Regions from separate parts of the Ovis aries genome. Here region 2 is linked to region 1. The links are chromatin contacts, called in public Hi-C maps. All regions are on one chromosome and are shown on one strand. Each heading gives the region's core, a stretch centred on a gene start, on an enhancer-like site or on the middle of the called end of the contact. The rest is flanking DNA. Distances are from core to core; before and after follow the strand shown.

Evidence for each region. A called contact is a pair of places that touch in the nucleus more often than the background predicts.
Region 2: a contact with region 1 is called in a Hi-C map of omental adipose tissue, with 2.0 times the contacts expected there. The contact joins two enhancer-like sites. A contact is called at or near these places in 4 of 16 Hi-C or Micro-C datasets (hypothalamus, muscle, omental adipose tissue and 1 more).

What each region holds. Positions count from the first base shown.
Region 1 is chr2:17,896,125-17,898,948 of ARS-UI_Ramb_v3.0, forward strand. It overlaps the pseudogene LOC105606854. Among named protein-coding and RNA genes, the nearest start is that of SLC44A1, 98 kb to the left of the region's middle. Within about 2 kb of position 1,472, at least 5 of the 54 cell types and tissues checked have an H3K27ac peak or open chromatin away from gene starts, as enhancers often do.
Region 2 is chr2:18,154,966-18,157,789 of ARS-UI_Ramb_v3.0, forward strand. The region is part of intron 7 of ABCA1 (ATP binding cassette subfamily A member 1); the gene reads left to right. Among named protein-coding and RNA genes, the nearest start is that of ABCA1, 54 kb to the left of the region's middle. Within about 2 kb of position 1,381, at least 41 of the 54 cell types and tissues checked have an H3K27ac peak or open chromatin away from gene starts, as enhancers often do.

The DNA of each region.
Region 1 (2,824 bases), core at 222-2,721:
TCTGAGCAAGTGACATTTTGGGCTGATTCCACCTCTTCTTTTTAACTTCTTTCTTAGGCTTCTTCTCATACACTGGATTCTCTCATATTGCAGCATGAGCTTTTTTATACATCTCCTCCATCACGTATGGAGTTATGTTGTTCTTTATGAATGGAGAGAATTGTTTCTTGTAGGCATCCTCATCCTCTTCAATCAGATAACACATGTAATCTGCAGCATTCTGCCCCATGATGTGCTTTCGGTGTACCTCAGCACTGAATTCTTTGTTTTCTGAATCATAACTAGGGAACCATTTGATACTGTGAGGGATAGACAAACCTTCATTGCCAGCTCCCTTCAGGGCCCCAGAAACTATTCTCAGTAGTGGTCCTGGCAAGTCCTGCATCGAAGTAACAGGTGAAGGTACCAGGTTGACTATCAACGCTTTCCACATTGTATTCCTCTCCAGTCACCTCGACTTGGCCTTCGTAAATTTTGTCCATACCAAACCTATTCAGAAGCCTGCAGGCCAGCAGCAGGCCAGTACAGTGTGCCACAGCATAATTTGTCAGGCCAACCTTCGCACCATACTTTGGGAGTTCGTGAGCATAAACTGCACAAACTGTTATATGTCCTTCTATACAGGCATAAGCAGTCTGACAAATGATATCTCTGTTACATGAATGATCATTCTGTAATTGGATGTGTTGTACTTATTTTTATCTTGGGTTACCAATCGTTTCTGAGCATAGTAGTCAGTTTTGCCCTCTTGCCGTCTGAATTTTACTCAGTATCTCTTGAAGTCAGCTGTGTTCTGGAAAACTTTAACCCCATACTGTAGAACGGAACCCCAACTCTGCAGCTTTCCACAGAGCTCTACGGTCCCATTCTTACAGGACTCACTCCAGTCAAGTTCATTTCTTGTCTGCAGACCTCTGGACCTAAGCTCTTTTCTGCTTCATTGTCATTATTTTTTCTAGATTAGAATGCCCTTTCTATCTCTCTAAATTCTAGCCATTTGTTTGATAAGACCCCACACTGATTTTTCCCTTTTCTGACTTCTGGTGGCAGTTCTAGTCTGTACTGTACTATACAACATTCGCAGATTTATTATGCTTTTCTAGGCTCAGCCCTTGATGCTGGATGGCAGTGGCTAACTTATCTTGCTGGCTGGAGGCTCTGAATACTTTGAAGACATATTGATAGTGAAGAAATAGCCAAGAATGATGCAGTGAGTTGGAATCCAGAGAAACAGACCAAGTAGACCTCAGTTGCAGTGGCTGAGAAACACTAGAGCAAGTAGAGGGGCATGCAGTGTGGATAAGCATAGACTGATTCTCTTATTCCAGTTGAGAGAATCGTAAAGAAGGGCTCTGGTTAGCTCTCCCAGGATCAAGAGCTTCATCCCTAACTAACCAAATGTGCTGGGGAAGACAAGGCCATGTAGGAATTTGCCATATGGATGGGGTGGGGTGAATAGTTCCTCTGAGGAGGGGTTTTGGCCAAACATGGATGGCTTATGGATATCTAATATATTAAAAGCACAGCAGTGATTGTCCACTGGTAATGTCCAGTATAGGAGTGTAGGTCAGTATGCTGGAAATCAGGAAGGAAGAACTATGGTGTAGCATACCACCCTTCCTATTGTTAGAACAGAGTCAACAAGTCTTTATGGAGACTCCCTGGGGACTTGATAATTGTTGGACTAGCCTTCAACTCTGTACACTGTCATTTTTTTTTTTCCCCCTGTTACATTAACCCTAGGACCTGTGACTCCATTTAGACACCCAACAGCCTTGACATTTCTCTGCTCTGCAAGGAACCACTGACAACTTGCACTGTTATCTTGGTCTTAATGACTGCTAAGTCACTTCATTTCCCAGAGGGAGACTGTGAAATCATCAACAGTGTCAGGTCACTGGCAGCCTTAAGCTCTGGATGGAATGTTTCCAGGAAGAAATGCGAGTGAGAAAAGGAGCTGGACACTTCCTTTTAGAGGAAGACTGTTAGCTCATCCTGGGAAGGTCAGCTGGATGGTGGCAGAGTATAGAAGTATTAGCATTAAATGCTTAACTCTGGACCGGTCTTCCCCAGCACTAGGGGGCACCAAAGTCAGCAACTTCCTGATTCTTAAGGCTGGTAGCATGTCAGCTGTTAGGAAATAAGATGAGGGACAAAGCTGTGAGGTAGGGAAGATGGCATGGCATGAAGACCCTGGCATGTCTAGGTCCCTTTTGTCCATCTCTACCTGCTCTGTTCTGGCTTCTGCTGGTTGATCTGGGCTCTCCAGCTGCCTACCTGCCACCGTACCCCTAATTCTTATAGCTGCTGGGTTTTTGACCCACTACTTCTTTCAGAATTTATGCCTTTGCTTCATTTGTTTGGCATGTGGATATTTGTTGGACTCTGCAGTGCTCCTTTGAACCTTGTCTTTTTGTGACATATTATGGAGGTGGTTTATCCAGGTGACCCAAGACAGCGCAAGCTCTGCATCCTACATCCTGGCACCTGGCTCTAAGCTTTCTAGTACAGCTTCCAAATATACTGGGTGGAGTTTCTTTCCTTGCTGGGCCTCCACAGTGCTGTAAAGGACTTAATCCTCCACAGTGCTGTATTAGCATTGCCTGTTAACTCATGACTGGATCCCCTCTAGCCCAAATCAAACGCATCTCTGTACCCTTGGCTTCTGTCACAGAGCCTGGCACAGAGCGGCATTAACCATGACTGTGAAGTGATTGGAAAATGCTCACTGTCACCTCTGAGTGTGGCCTGGACTTTTCCTCCAAAAATATGACTTGCTTTTCCCTGTCTGTCTGTCCTTGTATTCAGATGCAACTAATCACCA
Region 2 (2,824 bases), core at 131-2,630, 260 kb after region 1:
TTTTTATTACAGATTCCTGCCTTCAAGGAGCCCTGAGAAATATTACTACTTGGAACTACAGCTCTAGTGTTTTGACTTCAGTAGCTGTTTAGAAATTTGTTGATTAATTAATTAATCAAATTAATCAAATTCCGTTCTATGTAGAATAAGGACTATGTAGTTCCTGGAGCTGTGATGGTCCCGTGGGTCTCAGAAGACTCTGGCTTCCCCAGGACTTGCCATAAAAGATCAGGAAGCACAACCCTAAATATTGTAGTTTCTCTAAGGAACTCTTCACTTGTGTCAGCTAAGACCTTATCAACATTTGTTTTGTTTTGAACTTGTTTAATTTCTCCACTTGTATTTTCTGTTTGGGCAAATTCCAGTAGATAGTGAAGGACAGGGAAGCCTGGCTTGTTGCAGTCCATGGGGTCACAGAGAGTTGGATATGACTGAGCAACTGAACAACAACAAATATTCTCTTCCAGTATGTGTGAGTCAGTATTCAGGGCATTCTATACTGTCATTACTGTTTACCTAATCCACCCCCTAGTATAGCTATCTCCATTTACAGAAGAATGTAGGGTTGGAGAATTTAAGCCTCCAAGGGCCTGTAACTGGAAAATTCTGAAACTGAGATAGGAACCAAGTTAGCCAGACTCTAGAACTTGGAATCTTTCAAGAGTGTATCAGTATCCTTGGCAAGCCCTCACTGTAGAGAAGGAAACTTCTGGATTGGGAACCCTGGCCCAGATGAACAGCAGGAGTTCCCGAAGCTGTGTGCACCCCGGCTCCCAGCCTCCTCTAATCTGCTCTAAGGAGTCACCCCAGGGAGCAGCCAGGTCACCCTGTCTTACCCCCTTCTCCAGAATCCTGAACTTCCCAGGGAAGCCCTGGTTTTCCTGAGGAGGGTCCAGCTATCTCAGTGAAGTAGGCAGGAGCTATCCTTGAAGAAGAAAGTGGAGCCCTAGCATCAGAAAAACCCTGAAACAACAAAAACTACCCTAGAAGACACCTGAGTATGTTTGTTCCTAGCTCTTTTCTGGCGGAGAGATGTTTCCCAGTCATGTTTATACAAGGTCCTGCTTAAGCCGAGTAAAGCCAGGAGTGAGAATCTGGCCACAGTTTCTCTAGGCCGTTGCCCCTGGAATAGGGTCAGGGCTGGGAGACCCTTCTTGGGTCCTTTTAAGAAGAATATCTGGGTGTTGGAAGCTGACATGATCTTTCTCTACTTCTCTCTTCTCTCTCTCTCTTTTTTTTTTTTTTTATTTGCCTCTTCCACCCACTTCTCAAGCAGCTGATCGCTGTGGTTCCTTTTCATGTTAAACAAAAGAGACTACAGCGATCTTGTAACTGGAGCCGGGGACAGGAGGGCACTGACCGGGAGTAACCCCACTGCAGGCTCTGCTGAGGACTGCCCTCCTCCGCCTTCCTGGGCTGCTGCCCTGCCTCCTCGCTGCTTCTCCGCTGTGCTCAGGCAGGCTGGGAAGAAGCAGAAGGAACGCTAAGTGGCCCTGAGAGCATCCCCCCACATCCACCCCATGTATCCCCCTGGTGCAGTGATCCTCCCCGCCACACCCTTCTCCCCTGCCATGAAAGTGTTTCCTTAGCCTGCTCAGAGAGGCCCGGCCCTGAGGACTGGCAAGGAACTGAGGATTCTGTTCTGTTTGTCCTCAGCCCACAAACACACATTTCACTTGTTTTGTTCTTTGGACTCCAAGCTCCTGAATTGGTTTCTTTCTTTCTTTTTTTTTTTTCCCCTCCTTTTCTTTGCCCTACCTCCCTGCATACAAAGCAAAGCTCTCTGGAAAAGGACAGACCGCTGCTGGCTTCTCCAGGCAAAACCAAGGAGGCTGATTTCAGCTGATCAAGTATTTTGGTCCACATTGGAGTTATGGCAACAGGAGAACTCTTGGGGCCTTTTGCTGGATGGTGACTTTCAATCTTCTCTTCGGGCAGCAGGGACCCATGTTTAATTTAGTGACCGGTCCAGTTCCCTGATGACCATATTCTGTGACAGTGTTTATAGCCTCTCAGTTACCCTTGTAAACTCCTGAGGCTCTTTCCCTCCAAAAGACTACTTTCACTTTCTTGATCTTTGTTTTCACAACAACCTATGAATGTTACTAGCGCATCTTACATCTAAGGAAACTGAGACCCAGAGAGATTCAGAAACGGAGAAAAGTGAGGTTCACAATTGCACAGTTAGGAAACAGCTGAGCTGGGACCTGAATTCAGATATTCTAATGCCAAGTCCAATGCCGATTTAGCTTAATCCCAAGTGTACTTTTTAGTACCAACAATAAGACAATCCCTAAGATCTTCTATAACCCACACATTACAGATAGGAAAATCGAGGTCATGTCAGCTCACGTAGAAAGAGTTAAATGGCCAAGTAAGTGACTGTCTTTTCCATTAAGTGTTTTCTATCTAGTGTCCAATGACTGGTTTTTCTTACTAGTCATCTTCTATCTATGCCCATCCCTGCAGTGATGTTGTAGAGGTGATTATTCCCATTGATTCTCTGTAAAATGCTAGATTTCTTTATTCTTTTCTAAAGTTCTGATTAGGCAAACCAGTCAGCTTCAACCTTTTCTTCACCTTATAACAGTGTCAGCAGAAAGAATTCATAATTCTCTCTGACTCAGGAACTCAGCCAGGCAAATACATAACGCGCGCGTGCGCGCGTGCACGCACGCACACACACACACACACACACACACACACACACACACACCGTGGATCATAAATTCAATATTGACTTGGTTGGCAAAGTCACTTCTGTGTTCTTATCTATTCTGAAAGCATATACTTTAGGATCAGACTAGCACTGAAGCTAATGAGG